3 separate regions of the Mus musculus genome follow, and all the other regions are linked to region 3. Evidence: chromatin contacts called from public Hi-C and promoter capture Hi-C data. All regions are on one chromosome and are shown on one strand. Each heading gives the region's core, a stretch centred on a gene start, on an enhancer-like site or on the middle of the called end of the contact. The rest is flanking DNA. Distances are from core to core; before and after follow the strand shown. Region 1 overlaps Pon2 (paraoxonase 2). Region 2 holds the start of Pon2 (paraoxonase 2). Region 3 holds the start of Bet1 (Bet1 golgi vesicular membrane trafficking protein).

Evidence for each region. Promoter capture Hi-C pulls out the DNA fragments that hold promoters and counts their contacts. A called contact is a pair of places that touch in the nucleus more often than the background predicts.
Region 1: a promoter capture Hi-C map of pre-B cells shows a contact between it and region 3, with 4 times the contacts expected there. The contact joins the enhancer-like site here to the promoter of Bet1 in region 3. A contact is called at or near these places in 5 of 39 promoter capture datasets (the 3T3-L1 cell line, the C10 cell line, hippocampal neurons and 2 more) and 1 of 115 datasets of contacts at active chromatin or transcription factors (large pre-B cells).
Region 2: a Hi-C map of cardiomyocytes shows a contact between it and region 3, with 2.8 times the contacts expected there. The contact joins the promoter of Pon2 here to the promoter of Bet1 in region 3. A contact is called at or near these places in 5 of 39 promoter capture datasets (the 3T3-L1 cell line, the C10 cell line, hippocampal neurons and 2 more), 4 of 484 Hi-C or Micro-C datasets (B cells, CD4 T cells, cardiomyocytes and 1 more), 4 of 115 datasets of contacts at active chromatin or transcription factors (T-cell acute lymphoblastic leukemia, astrocytes, large pre-B cells and 1 more) and 2 of 9 other capture datasets (adipose tissue and liver).

The regions. Positions count from the first base shown.
Region 1 is chr6:5,278,978-5,282,273 of GRCm38.p6, forward strand. The region is part of intron 2 of Pon2 (paraoxonase 2); the gene reads right to left. Among named protein-coding and RNA genes, the nearest start is that of Pon2, 18 kb to the right of the region's middle. Within about 2 kb of position 1,849, at least 26 of the 459 cell types and tissues checked have an H3K27ac peak or open chromatin away from gene starts, as enhancers often do. A contact at or near this core is called in pre-B cells, where this site is marked.
Region 2 is chr6:5,296,665-5,300,298 of GRCm38.p6, forward strand. Pon2 (paraoxonase 2) reads right to left here and starts at 1,676. Exons shown (of 9, transcript NM_183308.3): 1 at 1,548-1,676. The coding sequence starts at 1,621. It overlaps Gm52887 (a long non-coding RNA gene), which reads left to right and starts at 3,623. Exons shown (of 4, transcript XR_003956397.1): 1 at 3,623-3,634.
Region 3 is chr6:4,085,145-4,088,484 of GRCm38.p6, forward strand. Bet1 (Bet1 golgi vesicular membrane trafficking protein) reads right to left here and starts at 1,786. Exons shown (of 4, transcript NM_009748.3): 1 at 1,633-1,786. The coding sequence starts at 1,651.

The DNA.
Region 1 (3,296 bases), core at 599-3,098, 1.2 Mb after region 3:
TCTGCCTGGTCTTCAGAATGAAGGCTTATACAAAGACACTTAAGCATGTTCTAGAGGTGGGAAGGGACCCTAGCTGGGTTTCTGAAGGGCTACAGATAGGCTTCAAGATCCAGTGAACCTGCCGATGTTCTGTGCACTGAAAAATGGCTTGTACAGAGGCAGATGAGATCTTTCTGTGACAAGAGTCCTTGGTTTATAGAAGATCATGTAAGGGTCTGTGATAAACCCCAAATGTCTAAGAATCACCAGACATCTTTGTATGTTCAATCTGTGGCTTTGGATGCTATGTTATTAATGTCAGCTTTGATGTCCATGCTTGAACTGAACAAAAAGAAAGACTCACAATATTTAAATAAGTTTAGGAGTTTAGAAGTTAGTTATCATTGGCCACAGGTGGTCTATACTCAGGTTCATTCAGACAGGCAGATACACACAGACACAGGGACACACACACACACAGACACAATTCTAGTGTGGGTATTTTTTTCTGCATCTGCGTAGTAGGAAGTCAATTAATTAACATTTTCCCCCTGAAAATCATTTCAGAAAATGTAACTTCAATATGTACAAATTCATACACATAAAAAATTGTGACAATAACATCACCCCTGTGTCTTGAGTGGGAAAATGATGAGTGACTCGTTTTCTAATTTACCCTTTGTGCCTTTCACATTTTCTACAGGCTCCTGGTATCACTTTGTGAGAGGATTCATGCCTGGCTGAGTGGGCCTGTGCTCAGGCACCAAACCTAACACTAAATGCATGCATAAGTAAACGAATCAATACCTCATAAGATAACGAGGCAATTTCTCACAAATAACAGTAGTGCATGAATAACTAAGGAGACCACTCCAAACGACACCTCATTTCAGCCACATTGAACCTTCTTTCTGTTTATCCTGTGGCCCAGTTTTAGCGAGTAAATTGATACTCATGTCTTGCACACTGTGGGACATTTTCGGAATCTACTTGCCCATGTTTGTGTCTAGAGCTAATCTCACAGCAGGTTTTGACCATCTCACATCACCACGTCAGTGATGATTTCTGCAGGGAAAAGCTTCCTCCCTTGTAGCAATATCAGTGGAGATAGCTGCTGATGTAATTCAATGTATGCAAACTATGAGCTATTTGTAAGCAATTTTCATAATCTCACATAATTTTAGAACACTGAGAAGCTGAATTATTTTCCCATACTTTATATATAAAAAAGGGGGGTCTTTGAAAGGTTAAGCAAATTGGAAATCAATCAATGAATCAATTAACCAATCAATCACTCTCCTGCTGGGAATTGGAGTCTTTTGGTCTGACCTAAAAGTTATCAGCCCATTATTTGGTGAACTTTCCATTAGAGAAATGTGGTTTCTCTCTAAAAACACCACACTTAAGCAACTAGGTAGCTCAGTGGGTAGAGCTTGTCGTACAGCCGAACTATCTGAGCCTGAGTCCTGGGATCTACAGGGTCCACTCTCCAGAGCTGTCCTCTTACTTCCACACAATGAGAAATCAACATGAATGAAGGACAGATAAATTTCACTTTGTAAATTCAGTCACGGGCAATTCCAAATTTGAGGTTTTTCTCCCAAATGTTTTTTGTTTACTAAAATCATTATCACTTCAAATATTGAACTCTATTTTTAAAACCTCCTTTAAAAACCTCTCTCTGGGAATTCTCACTTAGCACATCTGCTTTTAACCCTTCTTGCTTCAGCAATTGTCTGTCTCAGAGAAGGCCAGATGTTTCTTGGTTTCACACTTCTTTGTTTCTTGTTATTTCAGCAGCTGTCGACCGTCTGTGTGAGAGAAGCCCAGTGGTTTCATGGTTCCATACTTTCCTGGTTCCTTCTTAGCAACAGACACCTGGCAACACGGCTGCCACGGCTTACTGGCTTCTTGCTAGCACTGATGACCACATGTATAAGCCCAGGTCAATAGGACATTAGGATAAAAAATAAACACAGTTACTGGGCAAAATACAATTTAAAAAATCTATGTACATTCTTTTCTTACTCTATCCTGCAGTGAAATGGCAGCAAACAAGGTTGTAGTCTTGGACAAAAATGGAAGCAATATGTTGGAGACAGTTTTATTACTTCATTCAACCTTTGTCCCTGAATGACAACGAGAAAAGCAGTCACCTGATTGATCACCTGACCCTCTGCCAGACTGTCACATAATAGAAAGATCTAAAGAAACCTCTTCTTTAGCTCAGGTTAGTCTGAAATTCTCAAAATAGACCAAGGTGGCCTTGAACTTACGATAGCTTCTGCATCTGCATCTGCATCTGCATCTGCCTCTGCCTCCCAAGTTTCAGGATTACAGGCCTATACCACCCCACCCTGCTTCTTTCTGAAATTTTGATTCACTTCTCTAACCCATAACCCAGGAAAAAAACAAAAGATACTACACTGAAAAATAATTTACAGGTTATATGAAATCTTTGGGCCTTCGATTCTTATGTGCCATAAAAAGAAATAAAAAAGAATACAAATATGTTTCTCATGGTTTGGAACTTGCCAGTGTCTTTTTTACATGGGTAGATTGTATCGTAGATGGAGAAGCTCTAAATCCAAAACTAACTCAGGAAAGAGTAATAGAGTGAGGGGGAGGGGAGGGAGAGAGAGAGAGAGGAAAGGAGGGGGAAAAGGGAGAGGGAGGAGGGCAGCATTGGAGAAAAGCAACTGAGAAATTGAAAGCTTTGTCTTAGGCTATAACTCTAGAAAATTAAATTGTTTTGATTCTTAAGCTAAGTTTAACCTAACCAGTTCTTCGCATTTTGTTACATAGATACGGGTATTGTACTAAACTGTCAGTATGTAAAAGCTTGTCTATAATATAGACAAAGAAGAGTTTACAAATGCAGTAAGTTGTAAACTATCTTTCTTCTCCACAGAAGATGCATCTTGTATGCTATGGGGTAAATGCCTGCTACTCCTTAAGCCAGAAAGACATTATAATATGATATATGATAGATATACATCTAAAATTCTTAAAATGTTACCGAGTACATTTCCAATAATGATAGAGGTAGCAATGCAGTGTGTGTGTGTGTGTGTGTGTGTGTGTGTGTGTGTGAGAGAGAGAGAGAGAGAGAGAGAGAGAGAGAGAGAGAGAGAGTTGTGGGAAGGAAGACAGAGCACTAGCAGGAAGGAGTCTCTACTCTTGCAGAGCTTATTGTCAAGTGCACAACTACTAAAGTTTCCCCAAATAGTTCATCCTTACCTCTGTGCCTATCATAAAAAGGTGATTTCGTGTGCATGGGGATGTTGGTCCAGCACCCGTATTCCTTGTAGTCAAAG
Region 2 (3,634 bases), core at 426-2,925, 1.2 Mb after region 3:
TTGCCTTGCAAGATGTGCTATACTTTGATTTGACTCTCATTCTTGGGGATGCAGTCTGGGTCTCCTTTATCATTCCCAAAGTGCTTTCCCCATGCCTAGTCCAGCATCTCTCAATGCTTAATGCATACTGTACAAGAGGATTGCTAAGAGAGGGGTGTGCTTCGTGTTGTGATTTTGTAGTGTGGTGCTGGGGCTAGAATCCCAAGCTTCGTGCATTCTGGGCAAGTGCTCTGTCCCTGAGCTACACTGCACATTATTAGCAAAGATATAAACGTTAAAAATAAAAAAAAAAAAGATAAAAGGAAGAAAGAAGAGGAGAGGGGAGGAGAGGGGAGGAGAGGAGAGGAGAGGAGAGGAGAGGAGAGAAGAGAAGAGAAGAGAAGAGAAGAGAAGAGAAGAGAAGAGAAGAGAAGAGAAGAGAAGGAAATCTGACTGTCATGCTGGCGTGTGCCTATAATAGCAGAAGTCAGGAGACCAAAGAATCCTGAGTTTTGAGACCAGACTGAGCTTCAAAACAGAGGATACACAGTGAGACTTCGTCTCAAAACCAAGAATTCATTTAAAATTTAGAAAAGCACCCAAAACCCAAGGCCGATGCCCTATCAGAACCAACTGAATTAGAATGTTTCACATGGTGCTACTTGGACGTCAAGACTCCGGGAGATCCCAATATCCAGGCCCCGTTGCTGTGCCCTTCGGGCTTATTTGTACAATGCAAGACTCATAGCAGTTTGCTGCTAAACAACCAATGAGTGCCGGCGCTTCCCTTTTGCCTATTAGAGAGAGGCCCAGTGTGAAGCACACCCTTCAGACTTGCCCGCCTTCCTCATCTGAGTCTACGTTGCCTCCCAGAACGCCTACAGAAGACTGTCTTTTCTCTTTAACCCTATAAGGAGCTGAGTACTACTGTTCCGGAACACTTTTGCAAGAAGTTTATAAAGTTTGAATTGGTAACTTGAAAGTATGATGTCTACCCAGAACAAACAATCGCTCGCTCTGCTTCTGGGACTCTGGTCAATAAATAAGGAAATGATGTAAGAACAGTAGCTGTCTCTCTCAAGCGTCTTTGATCTCCAGCGCCAAGACGGAAACCCTGAAGTTTCACCAACTATTAATGCTGGGGAGGGATGGGTTCCGGCTGAGCAGAACAGCACCAGTGACCTAAAATGAAGCTGTATAATTAGAGCGTCCACGCATGAGTAATGGTTTTGTTTTCAAATTAAAGCACTGGGTTTGCCCTTGGGGAATTTGCAAAGCTCTCTCTTGTCAGCCTAGGCAGAGGAACCTCGGCACCAGCAAGCGCTGGAAAACTTTTTCCCAAAGTGTCTAGGTCTTGGTGGAAGTGGACTGGGTCGGTTAAACGGAGCACCGGTAGCTATCCGAAGTTCTTCCTTCCATCCGGTCCCCCCCCCCCCCCGAACTAAACAAGCTCTCTCTCCAGTTACCTCCCCCCCTCTCACCCCCTCCCACCCGCCGCGCGAGCGCCCCAATCAGCTCGGCGGTCCCAGCCTAGGGACTCCCGACCCGGGACCCTCGGCAGCACCTACCTGAGCGCTAGGAACCGCTCGCCCAGCAGCGCCAGCCCGATGCCCAGCAAACTCAGAGCCACCATCCGGCCCATGGTGCGGGACCGGCCCGCCGTCTGGCTCGGGCCTGACCGAGCAGCTCCGGACGCTGGGCCAGCTCCCCGCCCCGAGCGCGGAGCCGCGCCCGATCCCCGCCCCGAGCGCCGGCTCTGCAGCCCAGGCTCCGCCCGGCGCCTCGTCCTCGGAGCACATCCGCACATGCCCGCGTGGGAACCCAACTGAACTTGATTCCTTTCACAAACACCCCGCCAAGCCTCCGATCCTCGCGCAGCTGCACCTGCTCAGCTCCCTGAAAACTTTAGGGTGGCCTCTGCGGAGTTCCCTTAATTTAGTTAAGTTTGGGCTTGCTTTTTGCTGTTTTGGCCTGGTGTTTGAGGATACTTTCCCCCTCTGTTGTGTATAATTTTGGCTTTGAGAAGCTAGGAAACAAACTCAGGACTTTGTTCATATTAGGCTAGTACTGAGCCATATCTACAGTCATACACTAGTTTTGTTATTACACATACGTGTGTATAACATTTCTATATTTAAATATAAAATATATTTAGATAGTAATTATTAAACAACACAGAAAGTATATTATATATATATATGAAATCTATTAAAATTGTACTTTTAAATGTTCTTATTGTTTTGAACATAAGGTCTCATGTGGTCCAGGCTGGTAGGGAACTTCTGATCTGTCTACCTCCATATGCCAAGTTCTTGGGCCACTCAAGGCCCTGCCTAGAGTAATATGTTTTGCCTTAGTTCTTTATTTCATATGCATGGTTGTTTTGCTTGCATGTAAGTATATGCACCACATTCATGCCTGGTATCCACATAGGTCAGAAAAGGGTGCCCACTACACCAGGAAATACAGCCAGTGTTCTTAGTGCTGAGACATCTCTCTCGTTCAGACATTTTAAATATTCCTTTCCTTTTTTTTCTTCTTTTAGATGGGAAAAAAGTGGTTCTGGACAGGTCTTATATAAGAAGTTAGAGTTGGAATTACATCCTTTTATATTAAGATTTATAGCCAGGTGTGGTGACGCACACCTTTAATCCCTGCACTTGGGAGGCAGAGGCGGGTGGATTTCTGAGTTTGAGGCCAGCTTGGTCTACAGAGTGAGTTCCAGAACAGCCAGGGCTACACAAAGAAACCCTGTCTCGAAAAAAAAAAAACCAAAAAAAAAAAAAAAGATTTTAGACTAAAACACCACAAACTCGGGACTCACTGGAGTACTAATCAATTTTCTCTTCTTTCTCCCTTTTCATTTTAATACTTATTGATATACACTTATAAAAATATAAAGAGGGAGGGCACTCGTTGAGATTGCGACAGCTACTGGGTATAACTTGAAATCAGTTCCTAATTGTTCCCAGTGCTTAATTCCCACCTGCAATGTTTGCAGAAGCTACACAGTCAGTTCCCGGGGACCATCCTTTTCTGACAGTGTTTTGTTATTGCAGCTCGAGGTGACCTCAGATTTGAGGCTCTCTTGCCTTGCCCTCGTGAGGATTACCAGCAGATGCTGGCACATCAGGCCAGGTTTCTGTTTTGTAACCAACCATTAAGGAAAAGCAGATGCCGGTTTGTACCTGGCCCCTCACCAAAGGGAAAAGAAAGAGATCTTCCTGTTCCACACATCTGTGACCAGCCCTAAGGGACTCTGGGATGTATCCACTGTCTGATAGACAGCTGAACAATTGCTCTTTCAAAGTCCCAGAAGATGTACTTTTTATGCACTTTCCATCACAGATAACTTCGCAAAATACTGTTTGTCAGGGCACACAGTTAGGTGGGTAGGATTGCCAAAGGGATCAAGTGCACTGAAATGTGATTATCGAAGTGCTTTGAAAGTGAGTGTATGCCACAGAAATACAGTAATGACACAGCCCTTCTCATCTTGGCATGGGAGCCACCCTGTGCCCTTAATGGCATCTCTGAGTTAGGTGTGATCTTAGCACAGCAAATCAGAAAGCTCTAGAAACATTCTTTCAAAGGAAGATAAAGGGCCAGGGCTGGTGACTGACTGGAATCTCACCATGAAGCTAAAACAGAGACT
Region 3 (3,340 bases), core at 536-3,035:
ATTGTAACATACAATACAAGTCAGAGATAGAAACCTACTGTCAAATCCCTGACCTGCACGTATTAAAAACAGTACAGCACAAACAAAATTCCAATAGGCCAGTGGCCTACTGATGAATGTAAAGTCCTTGAATAGTCAGATCGTTCGGGTGCCTCAGGGTCCTAGCTTCACTCAGAGTGACTTCATCACCACAACCTCTTGTATACATCATTCATAACTACCCTGAATCTTGTTTGGCCATCTTCTCATCTGGGACTTACTTCTCCCAACCCTCACAGTCACCAGCATCCTTCAGGTTCTCCGGCTCCAGGAAGCCCACCGTGAGCCATGGATTATTAAGCCCCCACTGCATTTACTATCCGATGAACTTAACCTGTACTGGGATGAAGTTACCACCTTGGATCGTACTTTGTCATCTGCTTCCGCAGCAATTTATCTTCTGCTCCACAGTAACCCTGAAAGCTTTGGGAAGCACATGGTGCGTCACAATAAATGTCTGCTGTTATTAGTGTTGGAAAAATGTAGGCATATATGACTAATCATGTTTGAAAATAGTTCTTTAGGTTATTTGAGATGAACTAATTTCTTTCAATGACTGAAAGGATTCATAAAACTAAATTTACAACTTCTTCACATGCAACTACTTATTGACAACCCTGTCAATCTATATTACTGACACCATTCAAGGCCCTTATTTTTCAGTGGTTTTAAAGTCCACACATTCTATTCCTATAACCAACCTTATTGAAACTACTACCATGTCTCTGCACTGTCATGAATATTGTGTTCCTTCTTACATAATCAAAACCCATAACAAGCCGTGAATTATGAGTTGCAAAAGAGGCTTTAGTTTTCATACCTAACTTTAAGTGTTTGTCCATTCACTGGCTTTAACACCTCAAATTTTTAAAAACTATTTTTTTTTTTACTATTCCAATGTCTGCCAGAACAGCAACATCCTTTTTAATATTTCACACATTTTTTTCAAGCATTCTGCCCTTCCTTCTTTAAGACATGGCTAATAGAGAAAGAACTTCAGTTATTACTAAGCTATTCCTTCCCCTGACCCATTTAAGTCATCAAAACCAACATCTACTGCCTTAGCAGTGGGACAAGGTCTAGGTCAGAAGTGTTCCAAGTAACTCGCCTTTGACCCAGACCTTTCATAACAGGCACTTTAACAATAAGGACACGTAAATTCACCTTTGTAACTCACGGTTATCAAACTAACGCATCATTATTAGTGGGCTTAAAGCTTACTACTCCCCAAATGTCATTTCTTAAAAAAAAAAAAAAAAAGTTAAGATCCAGAATGAGTAAAGCAAAGGAAACAGCAAGGCTTGGGAAATTGGGTTACTCCCCAAACTAGCACATAGAAAAAGAAAAACTTATGCTAACCAATTCACCGCTCTGTGCAACCTAGCATATAGGTTTAAACTTTTGTCTAAATACAACTTCAGGAAACCGTTCGGAACTAGGACACAGGAAGAGAACCTTCTCCAAAGAACCCAAATAACTCGCTTTTGAACACCAAAGTCATTGACAGAGGGCCGGTAGTCTCCTCCCACAACCCTGCTCCCGACTCAGCAGGTCCTAGGGTCCCCAAACTTCGAACCTCAGCACTGTTCTTACCCAGGCCTGCACGCCTCATCCTGCCAGGAGAGGGAAAGGCGGGCAAGGAGGAGTGAGTAGGAAAGGGCCAGGGTCACCCGACCTCGGCTTCAGTCCCAGGGCTCCTAAGAGCAACAACTTTTTGCCTCAGAGCGCCACGACATCAGTAAAGTCTAAACACCGCGCCGGTTTATGTCGTCACTCGGACACATATAGGCGTCCTGAAATGCGATTACTAGTTGCATTCTGGGAAATGTAGTTTTCCGTCTTCTGGGGCACTGGGTAAGAGGGGCGTGGTAGGAACAATGCCTGGAATGGGCGGGGCTTCCGGAAGGGCAGCGACAGCTGCTGGGGCTCTAGTCCTGTTATTCTGGGTCATTACTTAATCCAGAACTTTTAGTATGGCACTTTTTGATGTTAGTGCCAACTTTAACCTGGGAGAGTTACCCCTCCCTAGCCGGGATGATGGTTGACTCTTTCATGATTTTCCCTTGCACTCCCGCTCACCCAAAGTCAGAGGTGAGAAAGTCAGTGCAAACTTTGTTCAAACAGAGTCTCATCTTACTGTCTGAGCCTCTTAGCAGGAAAGGAAAATCAATCCTCTTCCTTCCTGATCCTGCCCAGTGGAATAGTTAAAAAAAAATATATATATATATACACATATATATATATATATATATATGTGTGTGTGTGTGTGTGTGTGTGTGTGTGTGTGTGTGTGTGTATGTATGTATGTATGTATGTATCCTTGCAGTAGAACTTCCGGGTAGGGAAGTGGGGAGTCTCAGCTTCCTAACGCATTTGATCTAAGTCTGGAAAGAACTGTGATATTTAGCTTTTAAACACTCCACCCTACTTAGAGCTTTTAAAACGTACACACAAATACCTCATACTTGTTTCCATGGAGCATGTAGCCATCCTCTGCTACATATGCAGCAAGTACCCTTAGCTGCTGAACCACCTCACTACACACATTATACTTCATAATAGAAACACATTGCACTAACACTCTGCCCTCAGCTTACTGTGGTTTGATGGCTGAAAGAAAGAGTCTAAGTTCCGCCTTCTTTGCTTCTATTGCTATGTGATAATTTTCAATTCAACTAATACAGAATGTGAGATGAGTATGGGGATATAACAAAGATCCTTGATGATTTTATCACAAGTTCTTATTCAAGTACAACATGTGACTATGGGAACTATAAGTGTTCATACTCGAGCATAAACATGCCATCTTCACCTTGTAGCTTTTAATATCTTGCAAAATTTGATGAGTCAGAGGGCTATCAGAATCCAGAGCATATTAATGAAGAACAATAAAAACACTTATTACAAATATATCATTTGCACATGAGCATGTTATATTATGCCATTAGACTTCATTTGCATGATACAAGATCAAAGACAAAAATTATTAAGAGTTTCAGAACAATGAGGCACACCAAACAAGTGTGGGGGTTTGAGCAAGGGCACAGGGTCACTACATTGGCTGCATAACCATAAACTTGCATTTGTCTTAGGAAACATTTTTTGATTATTCAAGGTCATAATTCATAGAAGAAGAGGAAAGAAATGGGAATATATGAATGAGATTGATGTGACAGAAAGATATAGGTAGATAGGGATAAGGAGGTTGGTATAGATTTATACACAGAGAGACAGAGATAGGTAGAGAGGGATAAAGTGGGTTGATGTACATATATATGCATCAAGGCTGAGTAAAGTGGAC